Linked DNA regions of Mus musculus: all the other regions are linked to region 1. A link is a contact called in public HiChIP or PLAC-seq and promoter capture Hi-C data. All regions are on one chromosome and are shown on one strand. Each heading gives the region's core, a stretch centred on a gene start, on an enhancer-like site or on the middle of the called end of the contact. The rest is flanking DNA. Distances are from core to core; before and after follow the strand shown. Region 1 holds the start of Spns1 (spinster homolog 1). Region 2 holds the start of Itgax (integrin alpha X). Region 3 holds the start of Fus (fused in sarcoma). Region 4 holds the start of Zfp668 (zinc finger protein 668). Region 5 holds the start of Setd1a (SET domain containing 1A). Region 6 holds the start of Zfp629 (zinc finger protein 629). Region 7 holds the start of Srcap (Snf2-related CREBBP activator protein).

Region 1 (2,647 bases), core at 79-2,578:
CTGCATGTATGTAGGCCTACTTGAGGCAATTAAGAACGAGGGGTTGTGTGGGCAGTAGCCTCACTCACCAGTCTGGATGAGGCCAGTACTACCATCTCCGATGTTAAAGAACTGCTCGATGTCTGTAAGAACCCCTGGAAAGAAAAAACAAAGAATGAGCGCCAAGAGGCGACCCTATCCTGGGGAACTTCTCCCTTGCCTATATCCCTTCTTCGGAGCATCAGTGCGTACCTGCCACGGTGAAGCGGTCCATGTAGTTCAGGAGGTTAATGTAGCACAGAACCACCACTATGAGGGTCGAATGGCCCCGAGATAAGCCAGTGATGCGCTGTAGCCCCTCACAGTCTGGGACCTCGAGTTCCCCGGACTTTGGATTCCCCATGGGTCCTGGCAACCCCGGATGGCCGGGCGCTGGCCCGTCATCAGGATCATCTGCTTGGCTGAGGAAGGGCGCCGTGTCGGACCCGGCCATGGTCCCTGGGGAATCGCAACCGCCCACGCTTCGGTCCTACCTCCGACGGAAGGAGGTTGGAGAGAGGACTGCGAGAAGACTTGCCCACTATCGCCTAGGAGCGTGGTCCGATGCACAGTGCACCACTGCGAAAAGCCCTGGGCTTCGTCATTCCCTCTGGTTCCGACAGAGGAGAGCACACAGGAGGTGCAGGTGACGCTGGGACAGGAGCAGGAAGACCAGGACCCAGTCCCTCTTCTCACGCTGACGCACTCCAAAGCCCGGGAAGGAGCGCGCCACACTCGCTGTTGCTCAGTCCAAGCTCAGCAACACAACTGCCGCCATGTTGCCCAAGAGCAGGTCATGTGACACCGGAGCCCTACCGGAGAAAGTCACCCGGTGCAAGGATTGAACACGTGACCTGCCACCGCCTACGGAAGCCTCCAGGGTTTCTAGGGCTCCTCCGCTATGGTAACCCGACGCTCGTTCCTACTTCCACCAGTAGCCTCCAGGGGGCCTCGCAAGCTGGTGTAATCAATCGCCTAGATGGAATACCCATTTATCCGATTTCACGAGATAGTGGATTATTTGGAAATATTACATCTCTACAGATGCTAGTGAGTTGTTTCCTCTTTTCTTCTTCAGTGACTGGCTGATGGCTTCATTGCTCAGTAATTGTTGGATGAATAGCGGCGAGCAGCTGCCTCCTTTTGTTTACCAATCATGAGCTTTCACTGTGGACATTTAGATTCCTATAGAGTCGGGCGTAGTAGCGCATACCTTTAGTCCCAGGAGAAGGCAGAAGGACGGAGATCTTTGCAATTTCAAGGACAGCCTGGTTTACATAGCGAGTTCCAGGTCAGCCAGGGCTACATACTGAGTGAGACCCTGCCTCCAAGAAAAGATGCTAGAGTTTAGGAGGAAGAGGATGTTTTGTCTATGGCCTCGAGTTTTTCTCCAACCAAGACTAGTGTCCTCGCGCCCTCTGGTGTCTCTCCTGGAGGACAGGCGGAGGCTCAGAACCAATGAACTGCAATGTACCCTGCACCAAAAAATGGCATATGGCTCTAATCCCAGCACTAAAGAGACAGAGGCAGCCGATCTCTGTGGTCGAGGCTAGCCTGGTTTACTGAGCAAGTTCCCGGGTGACCAGGGCTACACGGAGGAACCTTATCATAAACCAACAACAACAAACTCAATCTGGCTGGTGGCACATGCCTTTAATACCTTTAGTCTTGAAAACAAAACATACAAAAAAAAAATCCCACTAGGTGTGGCAGTGAATTAAACAAACCTTTTATCTCAGCACCCACGGAGCAGAGGCTTTTTTTTTTTTGGCTTGTTTTTTCATTTTTCTTTCTTTTATTTCCAAGGTTTCTCTGTATGTCTGACTGTCCTGGAATTCCCTTTTTTGACCAGTGTGGCCACCAATTCACAGGCATCCACCTGCCTTTGCCTTCAGAAGGCTGGGATTAAAGGTGTTCCATGGCGAACCGTCTCAGGTTGCTAGTTTTCCTTAATATACATACATTCTGAATGCAAAATACTATGATTCTATGAAAATACTGTTTTGTGATCCCACTTCCAGAACTGGGATGTAGTTCAGTTGATAGTAAATACTGCCAAGCATTCCTGAAACCCTGGGCTCAAGTCCCCAGTACCTCATTCACCCAGCCCGTTGCAAAAGGTAGAAGGAGGAGAATTGGAAGTTCAAAGTGGTCCTTGATACATAGCAATAGTTAACTTTAATGTGGCTTTGGGTACATAAGACCCAGTCTCGACAAAACAAAAAACAAAACAAAACAAAACAAAAAATTAAAGATTCCTCTTGGGGCTGGAGATGGCTCAGTGGTTAAGAACACTGACTGTTCTTTCAGAGGTCCTGAGTTCAAATCCCACATAGTGGCTCACAACCATTGGATCCAATGCCCTACTCTAGTGTATCTGAAGAGAGCGACAGTGTATCCATATACAGAAAATAAATCTTTTTTTTTTAATATCCCTCTCAGCACAGCAGAGGAAGAGGCAGATAAAAGTTTGAGGATTTGAAGACTGGACTGTATTGAGTCTTAAGTCAGCCTGGACTAGATAATGATGAGATACAGAGACAGAGAAAGAAAGAGAGAGAGAAAGAGAAAGTTAGAGAGAGAGAGAGATTGAGAGTTCGAAAATAGGTAAGGGCCAGCAAGGTGGCTC
Region 2 (2,647 bases), core at 88-2,587, 1.8 Mb after region 1:
TCTGTTGGCAGTCTTATCTCCCACGCTGTCCTGTTAACTCTTTATGGTGTGCCAGAGAAACAAGGCCTCCAGCAAGAAGTCACTCCACAAAATGAGGAAAAATAAGGAGAAAACCTCTAATAAAAATAGTTTGTGTCCAGTTTGGCTAGTGCCCAAAGAGAATCCAGTCCAGCATGGAAATTATTTGAGGCGTATGTGGGTCTTGAGCTACAAAACTTCACCTATGATATCACCTGAGTATCTCTCTAAAGTCCCAGCCCCAAGTTGCACTCTGAACATTAAAACATGTTTACAGAAATGTATGCTTAGCCATTTTAGACCAAACGAGATGCCATCAGTGTTACCTCTAAAGCAGGTCAACATAGGAAGATTTGTACTGTAAAGGTACTGTCACAAATGCCAGCTACTTAGCACCCCAGTTCTTTGCTGGCTGCTGCTATCCAAGGATGTTCTGGCGGCCTGGAACAATCAAACTTTTCCTGGGAGAGGAATGAGAACCAGAACTTTCGATCCAATGCTTACCCCACCCCCTCTTTGGAGTGCCTGACAGAGGCAGGTTCTTGATAGGAGAAAGGGCCTAATGGCCAGCTGTGGGCCAGGGTTATCTTCCAGAATAAGGTTTAAGGGATGATAATCCTAATGAACATATCCATTGCTTCTGAAATTCAGTTTTTAGTATTCTCTTGACCTTGGCTGCCTTTAAGACTCAGCTCAAGTGCTACTTCCCCCAGAAAGCAGTCTGAGGTCCTCTCGGTCTGAGTAATACTTCTAGTGGTTGGTCTCTGTACCTCTTTTCTCACAGGGCCCACTTTAGTGTTCACCCATCTGCTTTTACTCTGATCTCTGGGTTATGTTTCTCCTATACCTAGCAAAAGGCTCAGACCACCCCTCTTGATTATGTTGAGCAAATGACTAATCCACTGAATGAATGAATGAGTGAATGAATGAATGAATGAATGAATGCCAGCCTGTGCTCCCTACATGGATCATGTGCTTACTTCTTAGTCTACTTCCAGGCCAGAAGTGGAGGGCTCCGTCATCTGTTCTCTCTCCTCCTGTGGCTGACTCACACTTCAAGGTCAAGGGAAACTTCTGCCAGTACAAAAGTCTGAGAGGGATCAGATAATCCGGGAGTTTACATATATCCATCCGGGCAAGAATTGGGGAACCAGAACAATATGTCACCAAGTCGTTTCAAGTAGAGCAACTCTTCCCTGGAAGTGTGTAGGCTGCCTCGGTCCCCACTCTATCCATTTCATCTCAGTTTGCCCCCACCTCCTCTGAGTCACGCTGACAACTTCCCTCCTGGTCTCTGGCCTCCTGACCACCTTTCTTCTCATTTGCTTCTTCTGTGGTGACTTGGCAGCTGTCTCCAAGTTGCTCAGAGCCTGCTTCTGTTCTCCAGTCATGAGCTGTACCTGGATAGCCTTTCTTCTGCTGTTGGGTGAGCCTGGGCCTCAGAGAAGAGGGGCTGGGGACTTGTTCCTAGTAAGTCAGGCCCGTGAGATGGAGGCTGTGGTTGAGAGATCAGGACCTTGGTAGGGAGAGTGACTTGGCGTTGGGGTGGGGGGACGACGACGACGACGGCTGAGACATAAGGGCTTTGGATCTGGAGTTTGGAGAATGAGAGAATATCAAAGAGGCCATTTGCGGGGAGAACCCAAGAGATCCTGAGAGTGAGGCAGGTTGGCCTTGACAACCCACAGATTTCTGAAGTAGGCAGAGCACATACACTTCATGGTGATCCTAGAATTCCCCTATGGTTTCCGTGTTCCCTGGGTTCTCCTTCATCAAAGCCCCATGGATAGAGATGGGGAAAATGTGTGTCTTCAAACTCTGATGCTCACTCTGTGGAGACAGAACTGAAATTTAACAGTGGAAAGTAATTCATGAACTAGGGGAAGGAGAGACGAGAGATGAGTCTGGAGTCCAGGACCAGGGCCTCTGTGGGTATTGAGTGTGGAAGGGAGACAAGGGAGTCAGGAGCTTGGGAGATGCAGCTGAGGCGGGCAGGAAGGTGGCCAAGAGGGAGGGGACCTGCTCTAAAGCCTCTCACGCTTCCTCAGGGTTTGTTTCTTGTCTTGGCTTCAACTTGGATGCAGAGAAGCTGACACATTTTCACATGGACGGTGCTGAGTTCGGACACAGTGTGCTCCAGTATGATAGTTCCTGGTGAGGACTTGGTGGTAGCTGTACAGAGTCCCATCCCTCCCCAGCCCCACACTCCAGTGGTATCACCTGCATACTTTCTCTTTATGGAATGTGACAATTTTATTTGTGTTATGAATGCTTTCCTGAAAACAGGCCTTTAGGATAACTTCAGATAGCACTTACCAAGTGCCTACTAAATGCTGGGCTCTTCTCCAACCTGCAAACCACAGGGTGTTCCTTCAGACGTCATTGTACACTTACAAGGAATTGTCTGTCCGTCTAACACATGTTTATGAAATACCTAGATGCCAGAAATGGAGGGCTTCGATTAGGAGAGAATAAAGCACAAAACAAAATACTACCTACCTGGAATTTAAATTGAACCTCCATTCTCCAGCGGTTGTCAGCTCTCTGTCGTGGCTCCTAACTGCAGTGCTCTCTGTCTCCCCACAGGGTGGTGGTTGGAGCACCAAAGGAAATAAAAGCCACTAACCAA
Region 3 (2,647 bases), core at 51-2,550, 1.6 Mb after region 1:
TGTTCTTATCCACTTGGTAAACTCCCAGTAGAAATGTCATTCCCTCAGACCCATCCTAACCTACTCATTGCAAAATGAATTACCTGATCTCTGTGATCCCAGAGTCCCTGGTATTGGAATTACAGTTGGTTGTTTGCCCACATTCGGGTACTAGGAATTGAACCTGTGGTTTCTCTAGAGCAGCTGTCTCTCCAACCCCCTTGAATTTCGTTTTGTCCTTGAACTGACAAAAAGTGTTCATGCCTTTAAATGCTTTCAATCATTTCCTGTAACCAAGAAGCATTTTGTAGTTCCCCAGGCTTAGACTTTAAAGATCAGAAGGTCTGACCCTGAACTGCCTCGTACCTCATTCACATTCTTAGTCTAGCCGCTCACTGCTCTCATAAGATCCATCTCCCCTCCACCTCTGCCTAGCTCCGGGACTGGAGAGGTAGGCAGGGTCATGCACAGGCTAAACGATCGCTCTATCATTAAGCTACATTCCTCAGATTTCTTTACAAGATGATGATGGGGGAAAACCAGGACGACTGTAATTCCAGGATGCACAGGGCTAAGGCAAATAGGATCAAGGATTCGAGATCAACTGAGCGGTACTGAGAGGCCAAATTAAAAAAAAAAAGGGGGGGGGTAATTGTGGGTTTGAAGCCTCTTAAGTTGTATACATATGTGTTATTGTTGAACCAGCCTTAGGGCCATAGGGTCCAGACTAAAGCTCATCTTCTTCCAGGTTAAACGTCACAATCTATAAACCTTGTTAAGGTCTAAAGAACAGCAAGCCGAGGCATTCCTAAGTGAAAAACGAGACTGATCAGTGTGCTGTCTGTCAGGAGAGAATGTGGAGGACCAGAGCGACACTGCGTTCGACTCAGTTGCTAGGCCAGGGCAAGCGAAAGTATGCTGCATCTTCCCCAGTGAAAGTGGGGCCCAGCCGCTGGGCCGGTCGGAAGGATTTCGGTTCCCACACCCGGAGACTCCAGGCCTTGACTACACAGTTCCGCTCTCGGGCGCAGGGCCCTGGCACCGCCCCTAGCGGGAGGCCGGGTCGTACCATTCTGCCTCTAGTGGGGTAGAGGTGTGTCGAAGGCGAGCCCCGGGCGACGGACGAGAGCCACCGGCCGCAAGGAGAAAGCGCGTGCGAGTGTTTGGGAATAAAGCGAGTTCGTTTTCCCTCTTGTCTTCCTGAGCTCTCCGTATCCCCGGGGAAGGGTGGGGACCTGGGCGTGCCTCCCCCTCGCGCTTCTCCACTTGGTACGTCCCGGTGGCGCGTAGGCGGCAGGCGTACTTAAGGCGGGCGCGGGAGGCGGGGCCGCTCAGTCCTCGCGGCATCGCTTCGCGGTCGTCTGGAACTTTGTTGCTTGGCGGCCTGCGCTGCGCGCGTGCGCGGACATGGCTTCAAACGGTATGTGGGAGCGCGAGGCGGCGACGGCGCGTCCCTGCGAGGCCTCGTTCCCTCGCAGCAAGGCTTTTGGCTTTCGGCTGGGCCTGCGGTGGCGGGCGAGTGGGCTCCCCCACCTCTGGCGGGAAGCAGCGGGTGGAGGGAAGGGGAGGGCGGTGTCGCCATTTTGTTTGGCTCCCCTGGCGCCTTTGGCGCGGAGACCGTGGGTTTTCTCTCCTGGCCCGGTCACTTGAGTCGAGTGTTGAGAGAGACGCTGCCTGGCGACGTGGGGTGACCGGGGTGAGGGAGCTCTGGGTCTCCGCAGCTTCGCCCCACCCCCTCCCCTCCCTCCGTTCCCGGCCTCGCTTTGTCGCAGTGCTGCATCCGGGCACTTGGTGCGCGCACGCGCTCCTCTGGCCCCTCCCCCTTCTCGCCGCGGCCCCCCTCCCCCCCGCCAGGAGTTGGTCCGTTTTTTTTACTTTTTTCTTTTTTTCTTTCTTCTTCTTTCTTTCTTTCTTTCTTCTTCTTTTTTTTTTTTTTTTTTTTTTTTTTGTCGCGAGACCCTCGGCGGAAGACTTGTGGTCCGGTGCTGGCCTCGCCCTGCTCGCTGGGTCCCTTGGGAAGGGGCGGGGCCACCTCTTCCCGCCTCCGTGGCCGCGCAGCGGGAGCGGAAGCTCCTGGCTGGCCTGCGTGTCCGTGGGATTGGGAGGACCGCCAGGGGATGACCAACGGAGTCAGGGACCCCGGCCTGAGTTTCCCACTTCAGAGTTGAGTTTTCCTAAGGCCGGAAGGAAATCAGAGGAGTCGCTCTCCGAGGCCACACCCTCTCGCTGTCAGTTTTGTCCCAGTGCGGGGGTAGAGCTTGGGTTTCCTGCAGGGAGCTGCTGAGCTACAGCTTCCCAGATTGTTGAAAGTGCTGTCTGCTTTGGGTGCGCATGGTAGGCGGGAGCTCAGTTATTTGGAGCCACACGTCGGGAACCTTGGGAGCACCATGCCATTTGGGGGTTGGAGAGTCCCATTCTTCTAGCTGCTTCCTTGGGCTTGAACTCAACTGTGTAATAGCGCTGACTGTCAAAGTTAATCTTGACATCCGGTGATACCACCTTTCCTGTATACAGAGCTGCTGTGAAGATATAAAATGTGGTGACGTGTGTTGCAGGCCTTGGAAAGACCTGCAACAAGTCAAAAGGATTTTTAAACTTAAGGGATGATCTGTATTTTGAGTTTTTTTTTTTTTTTTTTTTTTTTTTTAAAGATTGAGCCAGGTTTGGT
Region 4 (2,647 bases), core at 99-2,598, 1.5 Mb after region 1:
CTCGCCAGACAGGCAGCCCCCGCAGAGCGGGGCTGTATGCTGACTCATTTGGGACTAAACCCTAGGATAACGTAGCTTCGGCGAGCGGAACAGGGCAGAATGAATGAAGAAGGAAGGCATGAAGAAATGAATGGACGGAGGATTCAGAGCAGGACAAAGACCTGCAAAATGGCGTTCTTTAGGACCGCGGGAGGGGCGGGCAGAACCTCGGACTGGGAGGGGGGGCGCAGCCGCCAAGGACTCGGCGACGAGGCCCTCGCCACTCAGACAAAAGCCCGGAACATGGCGGACTCTAGGACCCCCGGGTCCGCGCCGAGCAGGGCCGGCAGTCGCGTCCGCTGAGCCTGGGCATCCAAAGCACTGACCGGCGGGCACCGGGCGGGTTCTAGGACCTGCTGGGCCCGCAGCCCGCCCGAGGCCGCTCACGGCTCGCCCCGCCCGGGATGCTCGCGCCTGGTCAACTCCGTCCGCTCGGCAGCACACGTGAAGCCGGGAGCACCCCAAACCGCGTCGGGGGCCGCTGCCCGAGCCCCCGCGACTTCCCGCCGGCGTGTCCTACCTGGATCGGTTTTCGCAGGCTCCGCAGCTTTGGCGGCGGTGCCTGGCGCCGACGGAGCTCGGGACAGTCGGAGAGGGGCAGGCGCTAGGACCCGGAGGGAGGGCGGGGAGGGGCCGCCGGGCAGACGGCGGAAGTGGAAGGCCGCCTTCCTTGCTCGGGAGGAAGGAAAAACTTAGGGAAGCAGCCCCGAGCCTGCGGAAGCAGAGAAGTATCTTGCGAAGGGTTTCTGGGTGCTGAGGGGCTGGCACGCCGGGCTGATTGACGGCGGACACCCGCCAAGTCGCCGGAAGCGTCTGCAGGAGCTAGGAGGTGGGACGATGCGGAGAGGGCGCTCGGGCTTTGTGGTGCCCGCGTCCACGTCGAGTCCACATTTCCTCTAACAGCGAGGAAAGGACTCAGCGAGGATCCCTCCACGCCAGCCCTGGGAAGAAGCTTTTATGGAACCTCGTGAAAAGTGTCACCAAAGCGCCGTAGCCGGGGCTGCAGGGTCTTTCCTGTGACCGTACTGCCCGAATAAGCACGCGAAGGGTTTCAGCAGCTCTGGACGGAAGTGTGGCTTAAATCCATCCGAACGCCGCGCCGACCTGCGTGGGCGGAGCCAGAGCTGCGCCCGCAGCGGAGCGTGGGGGCTCACGCTGCCTGGGAGCTCCAGCATTCTGGAAATTGAGGCAGGAGGATTGCTCCGAGCTCGAGGCCGGCCCGGGCTGCAGAGTTAGACCCAGTCTCAAAACAACAAAAAGAAAACAAACAGTCGGGCCCACCCGGAACCTAGCGCCGGAAGCGTGTCCGTGCGGAAACACTGCCCGCGGGAGGGACAGGAAGTGTTCCCAGGCGGAAGTTTCGCGGGGAAGCATTAGCATCTAGGACACTTCCTGGTTCCTGGTAACAATAGGAAGTGTCCGCGGAACTGGGCTAGACTCTGGGTTCATACCAGCTGTCCCTGCTCCCTCTACCTCCTCCTCTCTCCCGCACCTTTCCCTCAGCTACCACTCCCGGGTACCCTGGCTGAGTGTGCGTGTGTATGGGCTCGAGAACTCTCGCACCAGCCACCACTTATGGCTCGCGGCTGCAGTTAGGGTAAGGGTCCCAGTGCGCAGGCGCGCTCCCGTTCACGACCTCCAACGGACGCGCCGGCGGCGGGAACCAGAAGGCACTCCTGGTGCGAGGTAGGGATCTAGAGAAGAAATTGGCAGAAAAGACGAGTGACTCTACAGGAATGTGATGGTGGTTGGTTAGGAAAAGGGGACTCGAGTGAAGGAGTTTTGAGAAGTGAGAATTCTGGGACCAGGCTCAGCTGGTGAGATTAGAAATAGTTGTGCTAGGGTCCCAGGAGACTAGTCAGCCCCGGAGAAAGGCCAGATGATGTGGCAGAAATGAATAGCTGCTGCTGGTTTTGGAATGAAGGTTGCCTCTTGAAGTGAGTTTATGTAAAAAAACGAGGTAACACGGCTTTGGATTTAGTGGTGTAAATGTACTTACAAGCTTATCATAGTGTCGCATGATTCTAGTCCCAGTTTGGGAAGCGAGGGCTACATAGTAAGACCCTGTCTGAAATGCCACCCACCCACCCCAAATACACTTGTGTAACAGCAGTGCTTGGCCCATGGTACTGTCCAGCCTGAGTTGCTATCATAATTTAGAGAAAAAGTAGAAGAGGGAATGAAAAGTGTTGGAGACAGCAAGGTAAGGTAGGTAGGGGATAGAAAAGGCAGAGAATAAAATGAACTTTCAACCTGAAATGGAATGGGATTAAATGTACTTAAAGGAAGTAAAACTAACGCCTAACAGGGAAACAGTGTGATGCTGAAAAGGCCAGGTTCATCCCTAAGAGGGCCTCTACCTTCTACAACACATAGGTGACCACTGAAGCCAGGTTCGTCCCTAAGAGGGCCTCTACCTTCTACAACACATAGGTGACCACTGAAGAAAGCAGCTGCTCTGCCATTCTTTTCAGACCACTCGGTTTAGCTGAAGAGTGAAGAAAGAAAGGTTGCACGTCTGTGTAAGGCCTGCCCAACAGTCGTGGCTGTCTCCTTCAATCTCAACTCTCAGGAGTCTGAGGTAGGAAAATTCATAAGTGTGAAACTA
Region 5 (2,647 bases), core at 41-2,540, 1.4 Mb after region 1:
GGTTTCTCTGTGTAGCTCTGGCTGTCCTGGAACTCACTCTGTAGACCAGGCTGGCCTCCAACTCAGAAATCCACCTGCCTCAGCCTCCCAGGTCCTGGGATTAAAGACGTGTACCACCACTGCTCGGCTCAGAAGGAACATTTTAAAACTAGCCCAAGGGAGGTGTAACTAGGGTACTGGCCTAACACGCAGAAAGCCCTGAGTTAGATCTCCCAGCATGCTATAAACCGGTTATGGTGTGCACACCTGTAATTCCGGTACTCAGGAAATAGAGGCAAAAGGATCTGGAGTTCGAGGCCATCCTCCGTTATATAGCAAGTTCGATGTCATGCTGTCTGAAAAACAACAGGAGCCCGAATATAAAAGCGGGAAGGAACCGATCATTTCACTCTGTGCGTCGGTAGGCAAAGCGCCTGAGTCACCCCTCCTGGTTGTATTTTTCCACCTCCCACCCCTCCCAGGTTTTGGTGGATTCTAAGGGAAGCAGCCCGTTACGCCGGGCTCCGCACGCCTGGCCACGCCTCTCTCGTTAGCCCCGCCCACAACCGGATCGGCAGATTCGCTACCCGACTCCTTAGGATTATTTGGGCAGCTTTTCTTGTCTGAAAATTTTCAGGAAACGCCGAGAAGACTTCTTCCTTGTAACCATTTCGCACTAAGTAGGAAGTGTGCTGTTCCTTGAGTCGTTCTACTGAAAAAAAAAAAAATCCAGGACTAGAGGTCGACTCTGCCAACAGGGCTTGGCGAGCCAGGCGTCATTTTCTTGACTCTACAGCAGGTGAGAAGAGGTGACGGCCAAAGCCCAGGACGGTGGCGAATCTGCACTGCAGCCTCATAGGCATTCGGGCTGCGCAAGGAAGGGGCAGGGAAGAGGAGCCGAGGAGCGCGCATCCTGTCCACTCATTCGCCCCGCCCGCCTCGCGAATCTGCGTCGTTGGACGCGCCACTCAAATCTCCCGAGCTCTGGCTGGCGTCCTCCCCCTCGCTCCGCCCCCTTCCCTCAGGGGCTCGTCGCAGCTTTCGTCGCCGCCGATTCGCCAGGAACCCCAAGGCCGGAGCAGCTGGATCAGGGTGGTGCGGTCCACTCTCCGGGGAATGCGGCCCATCTTCAGGCTCCCTGGGCTACAACTCCCGAGCCTCGCAGGGCGCCGGCCGAGGCAAGGCCGCTACCCTCGGCCCCGTGGATCGCTCCGCAGTCCTTGTAGCGAAAGTGCGGATGCAGACGCTGTGCCCGCTGGGCCTCGCGCAGGTGGCGGTGGTGTTTGGTGCGCGCGCCGGGGAGGTGGTGGTGGGGGGGCGCCGCCGCCGCCACCGCTGCGGGGCCGGGTCTCGCGCTGCCGCCGCCGCCGCCGCCGCCTCACGCCGCTGAGGTGCTGCGCGCGGTGGGGGGAGGGTGAGCCGCTCGCCACGAGCGGGTGAGTAGGGCCCCGGCGCGCGTGCGCGCCGACGGGGTGGGGGGGGTGGACGACACCGAACGCGCCCGGGCGGGAGGAGAGGGCAGCGGCGCGCGTTACCTCCCCCCACCCCCCCGCCTGGATTCAGGGACCGAAGCTGGGTCTCAGATTCGGTCTCGCGGTGTTTCCAACGCCCCGAAGAGGTGCCACCTCTGGTTCGGAGGATCGGGGCGCGGGGACGCGAGCGGCTGTGTGGGAGCGGGAGCGGGGCTCGGCCCGGGCCGCTTGGCCGGTGAGGAGGCGGGAGGGGGCGGGGCCTGCGAGGGGACGGGGGAGGGGTCTTGCGTGGAGGCCAAGTGGGGCGCGCTGGGGAGAGCGGGAAGGTAAGGGGGCGCGAGATGGGCCTGGGCCCTGAGGGTAGAATTGGGGATGGAGAGGAATGGAGTGCCATAGTGAGCCCAGCTCCTCAGGGCAAGATCTGAGGGAGCCACGGGTCATGCTGAGGTGTCGGGGACTGGACTGATGTGAGACCCTGGAATCGGGGCTAGACATTGAGGGGACAGCAAGGGAGTCAGGCCTAAGTCGTGGACTCCCATTCCGTATCCCTCTTTTCCTGACAGTGTAAATGAGCAAAGATGGACCAGGAAGGTGGGGGAGACGGGCAGAAAGCCCCGAGCTTCCAGTGGCGGAACTACAAGCTCATAGTGGATCCTGCTTTGGACCCTGCTTTGCGCAGGCCTTCCCAGAAGGTGTACCGCTATGACGGAGTCCACTTCAGTGTCAGTGTGAGTGCCCTCGAGCCTTTCTTGACTTATTTGGACCTCCAATCTCCCCTCCCCGCTTCCCCCTGTTCAGTATTCAACACCCAGACTTCCTATACCTGTAGTTTGGTTTTTTGAGAATGAGCAAGCTCTCCCAGCTCTTCTGTATGTTGGCTTCTACATGGGCTTTATAGAGTCAGTAGGCTGGTGAATTTTCAGCCTGGTTTCATCTCTTCCTGCTTTCTTTGTTAGGACTCAAAGTATACCCCCGTGGAAGACCTCCAGGACCCCCGCTGTCATGTCAGGTCCAAAGCCAGAGACTTTTCCCTCCCGGTTCCTAAGTTTAAGGTGAGTGCCTGCTGGTCTCCCTGCATGTTGGTCCTTGGAGAGTGTCAAGGACCCTGGGCTTCACACAGTCTACCAAAGTGTTTATTCCGAAGGAACTATGACAGCCAGATCTCATTGCTTTTTGTGTCTGTGAGACTGAGATGT
Region 6 (2,647 bases), core at 45-2,544, 1.2 Mb after region 1:
CTGCTGGAGGACTGAGTGAGCTGGACACCTCATGCTCCCAGAAAGCCAGCCTATCTTGTTCAGTGTCTTTTAAGATCAGTTTGCAGATCGATGTCAGAAAAGTGACATAAGTTCGTCAGAGTGAGCCCCCAGGGGAAGGAGTCATATCTGTCACTCAAAATCCCGGGGGTGATCCCCAGGAGAGAGAACAGGGCTGCAGGAGGGCGCTGACATCTAACGGAATCCCTGGAATAATCTACCCTCGGGGTGACAGTGTGCATAGGTACTTTGTGCACAGGGACAAAGAGGACAAAGCTCACCAAGAGGTAGCTGGGGTGTGAAGCAGGTGAAGCAATGGACAGCTGACCAACTGCTAATGCAGCCGAGAAGTGAGTTAGCCATCCCCTATCTCTAAGTGTTTTTAGGGAGAGATGGGGGCCCCCCGGAGAGGAGAAGGTTACCCTGCTGAGCTGACCGAGAACAGGTAGGAGCTTAGATACTTGGACAGAGAAACTTAAAACTCAAGGGCCTACCGTAGAAGGGAAAGAGTTAATAACCAGGCCACATGCAAGAAGTAGCAAAGACTGCGAGGCGACTACTACTGGGAACCAGCCCAGGCCCAAGAGCGCCAGCCTCCTGCCCCGGACGACCCCCAGAGGACCGAGGCGGGAAGGACTGCCGGAGACGGCTGCCTTCCCGCGGAGGTGCGCGCGGCCCAGGGTGACCCTGACCAGGAGGCAGCGGGACCGCCCTCGACGCCGCCCCCCGCACCCCGGCGGACCAAGACTTGAGCGCCTCCGGCCGGGAGCACCCACCCTGTCCCCGGCTCCCAAAGCCCAGGCGAGCCGCCGGCGTTCCCTCCCCGCCGCGGACGCCCAGGCTGCCCGGCTCCGGGAGAGCGGCGGCCGCCTCGCCGCCCCCGGCCGGACTCGCTCTCTGGGCGCGCGCGCCTCCCCTCCCCCACGGCGGTCCCCGCGCGGTTCTCACAATCCCCCGGCCGCCGTCCCCCGCCGCCCCGGGCCCGGCCTGCGCCCCTCGCCCGTCGCCGCCTCCTTGGCCCTATTGTTCCCCGGCGGCTGTCCCGGGCCTCCAGGCCACCCCGGGAACCCAGGCGGCCCCAACTCACGGCTCTGGGGTCTGGGAAAAGCCGAAAGGCAGAGGCCAGCCCCAGGGGACTTAACCCCTTAAGTGCCCTGCCTCGGGGGACGGGCTAGATGCCGGGAACTCTAGGGTCCTTCTCAAGGGGTGATTCCAGGCTGAGGACCCGGGGACCAGTTCAGGGTGACTGGGACGGAGCAGGAAGTGACCCCAGCTTCCCGGGCCCCTCTAGCCTGGAGTCAGAACATCAGCTCTATGGGATTTAACCCTTTGCCTCCCACAGCCTGGGAAAAAATGAGGGGGTGGGTATGGAAGCAAGGAGGTGGCTGATGACGCCCCTCTCCCAGTGTCTAGTGGAATCACGGAAGATCAGCTTTTGGGGGAGCTCAGAGGCCGGCGAAGGTCTTCGGATTTCTGGCCATTCTCTCCAAAGACTCTGCCAGCCGCTCAGTTAAGCTGATCTCAGATTCGGCCGCCGCGGGTCCCCTGAGACCCGCCTTTGTTTGGACTCACCCAGGACTGGGGCTGGTATGCCTGGGTTGGTGATTAGGAGGTGAAAGCAAAGGTTGGGTGGGCTGACCTAGCGGTAAGAGCAGAAGCTAATGGGCCAGGCAAGGCTACCCAGCGCTACGGACCCTCTTACCCACCTCTCACCCCCCCACCGGTGGTCAGGTCTCCCTGGAGGAAGAAACTGACAAGGTAGGCAAGCATTACCCCTTCCCAGCAGCTCGGTGGTAAGGTATGCAACTCACTGCAGGGCAATCCTTCCATAAACTTAGGGAGCAAGAAGTAGTGGTGAATTCCTGTAATTCCGTTGCTTGGGAGACAGAGGCAGGAGGACCTGAAGGTTCAAAATATTCGTGGCCCACATAGCTCCAGGCTACCTAGCGAGACCCTGTTTCTAAACAAGGAACCTCACAGGGCTCCCAAACTGTTCCTGCTTGTGTCTCATTTTCTCCCCACCACATCCTGAGAGAGGACTTAGAATCATCCCCATTTTACAAGGCAAATTAATCAAGACATGAGATGTGAGGTAAAGTTCGAGGCCACAGTTTTCAATGAACCCAGGTGTGAGGAGACCAGAGTTGAACAATTGAACATTCTACCCTCAAAAAGTTCCATAGTAGCTAAGCACACCACCTGTAATCTTCAGCCATTAGTAGGCTGAGGCAGGAGAATCAAGAGTTGGACTTCAGGATCAGCCTGGGATGCACAATAGGACTCGTTTCAAACCTTAAATAAATAAATAAATAAATAAATAAATAAATAAATAAATAAATAAATTCCAAGCCCTGTATGGGAGTGAATAGCTGTGACTCTAGCACTGCAAGCTGACACAGGAAAATCACCATGAATTAAGACCAACCTAGGTGAATATATACTGGCTGGGTCAAACCCCCCTCCCCCACACATGTAGCAGATGTATATAGCTCGGTCTTCATGTGAGTCCTCCACAGCTGGATCAGGGGTTGTCTCTACAGCTTTTGCCAGCCTGTGGATTTTGTTCCCCTAACTGGGCTGCCTTGTCTGGTCTCAGTGGGAGAGGATGCATCTAGCTATGTTTGATGTG
Region 7 (2,647 bases), core at 62-2,561, 1.1 Mb after region 1:
TTAAAACATCTCTCCAGCTCTGCCTCTGTAAATTATTTAAACACACACACACACCTTTAAAGTACTAAAGTGAAAAAAAGCAACACATAGTTACTATAAGATTATATGCATATCCTTTTTTTTAGACAGGATAATCTTGAACTTTAGAATATTAGTGTGTGTGTGCTCTGTGTGGTTGTTTGTATTGACTTATGCAACAGCACAGGTTGGCCTCAACCAGTAAATTGGGATTGTGCATTTATGCTACCATACCTAGCTGTAAAGAATCTTTCTTCCAGTCTCTATTCAACTTCCATTTCCCCTCAATAGCTTCTCCTCTGTCCATCGCTGATTTATTTTTATCCTGTTTTCTTAATTATTAGTTATGTTTTGGGGCAGGGTCTTGTTATGTAACCAATGGCTCAAAATCTTCCTTGGAACCGTTGTAGATAATAAATGCATCCTTAAAATCGGAAGGGAGTATCAGATTCTCTAAGAGATTTTTTCCCCCCTAGACACAGGAATTTTTCTCTGTAGCTTTGGTTGTCCTAGAGCTAGCTTCATAGACCAGGATGGCTCTGAAGTCAGAGATTCGTCAGCCTCTATTGGGATTAAAAGCCATGAGCCACCACCACCCAGCCTTTTTTTCCTTAAGGATTTTTATTTGACTTGAATGGGAGTTTTACTTGCGTGTATGTCTGTGCACCGTGTTTGTGTATTGCTCTCTGAGGCCAGAAGAGGGTGTCGGATTCCTTGGAACTGGAATAACTGTTAGGAGCTTCTTTAGTGTGGAGATAGAATGTCCTCTCAAAGTGGAAGCAGCCAATATTCTTAATCACTGAGCTATGTTCTCAACCTCTCAAAATAGTTCTTAAATGTAAAAGACTGCAAACCTATGGTACTTGTATTTGAGAGTTCTTGGGAAAACCGGTGTTACAAAGTCAACCGCAGCTGGTAGTGGTGGTGCATACGTTCATTCCAGGCAGACGCAGGAGCAACTTTGTAAGTTTAAGGTTAGCTTGATCTACATAGCGAGTCCATGTCAGCCAAGGCTACATTGTTAGACCTCACCTTTCAAAAACAAAAAGTAACTGCTGTAGGAATCAGTAGGTCTAAGCTCTTCTACTCATTTGTTTCATTTCACTGGGTGATATGTAAGAACAAAAACTCCGAAATCCAAAGGGTGGTCCCAGTGGGCAGCTGCAATGCAGCACGAGTTTCAGACCTATTGAAGCGTGCTGGGCCAGCATGGAGCCTCGGAGCGAACTACAACTCCCACCTTGCTTTGCGCCGCACAGTCCTACGCTAGCACGCGAGCCTACCCGCCCCTTCAGCCTCCAGTTACTGTGTATCGCGAGAAGACGGGCCGCTCTGGCGGTAGCGATAACGAGCCTTGGTGGTGGTGGTAGTGGTGGTGCTAGTGGCGGTGGCGGCCGAGACGGCGGCGGCCATTTTGGTGAGGCCTCGGGAGCAGCGGAGGCGGCGGCGGGGTCGCTGGGAGTAGCGTCTCCTTTTTCTTCAACTCACCAAGCACCTCTTCGCGGCGTGACTGGAAGCGGTGGGAGCATCGGGGTGGCTCGTGTTACGGCCCTTAGGGGAATTTAAAGTGGTGAAGGCGGCGACCAAGAGGGGGCCCTCCCCCCTCCTCGGCGGGAGGGGGGGTGGTGAGCACGCCCCCGAGGACGCAGGTAAGGAGAGGGAGACAAGATGGCGGAGGCCCCACACTTTCCCCTCCCCTGACGGGTGCCTGCGCGCGCATCTGCGAGCGCCGCTTCCCACCTTCCCGGGGTGCTGCGCGCGCACCGCCCGGCGGGGCCCCGGGGCTGGCGAGCGAGGTTGCCTGCGCGCGCTCCCGGAGCCGGGGGTGGGGGGGAGGGCGTCGGGCCGAGCGGCACCTGGTGTCAGAGCGGCGCCTCGCCCCCCTCCTGCCCTTCTGCGCACGCGTGCGCGAACGAGCAGCCCTCGAGAGGACGGACCCAGGTGCGCTTCTGCCCGCCCACCAACCTGCCTCCCCTCGGGGGCGCGGACGAGGGAAAGGGGTGCACGGGACGAGTAGTCCGGGCGCGCGCCCACCATAAGCCATTTAGGAGCCCGAGACTTGGCGCACGAACCCTTCCTTCCCGAGCTCTTTGCGGTCTGTGGATGTGGGGGCGCCGACGGACGCGGACATCTGAGTCCTGTGACCCGGTCTATGGGATCGGGTTCTGGCGGGAATCCCCCCCTCCTCCCCTCCCCAATCTGGCCGTGCGCGCCGCCGGCTCACCCCGCCTCCGGGCCGCGCACGCGCCGGCGCCTCCCCCAGCCGGTCGAGCACGTTGGGTGGGGTGGGCGACCGCGAGGGGGCGGGGCCGCCGTCTGAGGAGTCAAAACTTGGCAGAGGTCAAGGGTCATGCTGGGTCAGTCCACTGCGGGGGGGGTGGGGGGGTATTGGGAGGTCATAAAGAAGGCTGGAGTCCATAGTTGGGGCCTCATGGTTTTGGATTACCTCCAATCCTTGGAATTTCTGAAGGGTGAATCAAGGCAGCACAACACCTAGATAAGGAATTAACTAGGCAAATGCTTCCGGATCTTGAATACTTTATTAACCCTGCTTGTTTCCGGCTGTTAGGGCTCCTTGGCGCCTTCCTCACTTAAGTCTGCTTATAAAGCTCTTTCTTGCCGGGCGGTT

What was found. Promoter capture Hi-C pulls out the DNA fragments that hold promoters and counts their contacts. HiChIP or PLAC-seq counts read pairs in DNA pulled down with a chosen protein or histone mark. Capture Hi-C pulls out chosen DNA fragments and counts their contacts.
Region 2: a promoter capture Hi-C map of neutrophils shows a contact between it and region 1, with 4 times the contacts expected there. The contact joins the promoter of Itgax here to the promoter of Spns1 in region 1. A contact is called at or near these places in 3 of 39 promoter capture datasets (liver and neutrophils).
Region 3: a contact with region 1 is called in a promoter capture Hi-C map of liver, with 4 times the contacts expected there. The contact joins the promoter of Fus here to the promoter of Spns1 in region 1. A contact is called at or near these places in 2 of 39 promoter capture datasets (hippocampal neurons and liver) and 2 of 9 other capture datasets (adipose tissue and liver).
Region 4: an HNF4G HiChIP or PLAC-seq map of pancreatic cancer cells shows a contact between it and region 1. The contact joins the promoter of Zfp668 here to the promoter of Spns1 in region 1. A contact is called at or near these places in 3 of 39 promoter capture datasets (cranial neural crest, liver and neutrophils), 1 of 115 datasets of contacts at active chromatin or transcription factors (pancreatic cancer cells) and 2 of 9 other capture datasets (adipose tissue and liver).
Region 5: a contact with region 1 is called in an H3K27ac HiChIP or PLAC-seq map of regulatory T cells, with 12 times the contacts expected there. The contact joins the promoter of Setd1a here to the promoter of Spns1 in region 1. A contact is called at or near these places in 3 of 39 promoter capture datasets (hippocampal neurons, liver and pre-B cells), 3 of 115 datasets of contacts at active chromatin or transcription factors (double positive thymocytes, regulatory T cells and thymic regulatory T cells) and 2 of 9 other capture datasets (adipose tissue and liver).
Region 6: a contact with region 1 is called in a promoter capture Hi-C map of pancreatic islet. The contact joins the promoter of Zfp629 here to the promoter of Spns1 in region 1. A contact is called at or near these places in 1 of 39 promoter capture datasets (neutrophils) and 1 of 9 other capture datasets (pancreatic islet).
Region 7: a contact with region 1 is called in a promoter capture Hi-C map of liver, with 3 times the contacts expected there. The contact joins the promoter of Srcap here to the promoter of Spns1 in region 1. A contact is called at or near these places in 3 of 39 promoter capture datasets (liver, neutrophils and pre-B cells) and 3 of 9 other capture datasets (adipose tissue, liver and pancreatic islet).

Annotation. Positions count from the first base shown.
Region 1 is chr7:126,376,606-126,379,252 of GRCm38.p6, forward strand. Spns1 (spinster homolog 1) reads right to left here and starts at 1,329. Exons shown (of 12, transcript NM_023712.3): 1 at 232-1,329; 2 at 69-134. The coding sequence starts at 472.
Region 2 is chr7:128,128,213-128,130,859 of GRCm38.p6, forward strand. Itgax (integrin alpha X) reads left to right here and starts at 1,338. Exons shown (of 30, transcript NM_021334.3): 1 at 1,338-1,444; 2 at 2,067-2,172; 3 at 2,605-2,647. The coding sequence starts at 1,408.
Region 3 is chr7:127,966,179-127,968,825 of GRCm38.p6, forward strand. It overlaps Fus (fused in sarcoma), which reads left to right and starts at 1,301. Exons shown (of 15, transcript NM_139149.2): 1 at 1,301-1,399. The coding sequence starts at 1,387.
Region 4 is chr7:127,875,488-127,878,134 of GRCm38.p6, forward strand. Zfp668 (zinc finger protein 668) reads right to left here and starts at 1,349. Exons shown (of 3, transcript NM_146259.4): 1 at 560-1,349. Zfp646 (zinc finger protein 646) reads left to right here and starts at 2,214. Exons shown (of 3, transcript NM_172749.4): 1 at 2,214-2,620.
Region 5 is chr7:127,776,099-127,778,745 of GRCm38.p6, forward strand. Setd1a (SET domain containing 1A) reads left to right here and starts at 1,291. Exons shown (of 19, transcript NM_178029.3): 1 at 1,291-1,415; 2 at 2,015-2,179; 3 at 2,408-2,503. The coding sequence starts at 2,030.
Region 6 is chr7:127,613,978-127,616,624 of GRCm38.p6, forward strand. Zfp629 (zinc finger protein 629) reads right to left here and starts at 1,295. Exons shown (of 3, transcript NM_001362196.1): 1 at 1,106-1,295.
Region 7 is chr7:127,510,672-127,513,318 of GRCm38.p6, forward strand. Srcap (Snf2-related CREBBP activator protein) reads left to right here and starts at 1,312. Exons shown (of 34, transcript NM_001304266.1): 1 at 1,312-1,667. It overlaps 1700008J07Rik (RIKEN cDNA 1700008J07 gene), which reads right to left and starts at 2,198. Exons shown (of 1, transcript NR_024331.1): 1 at 1-2,198.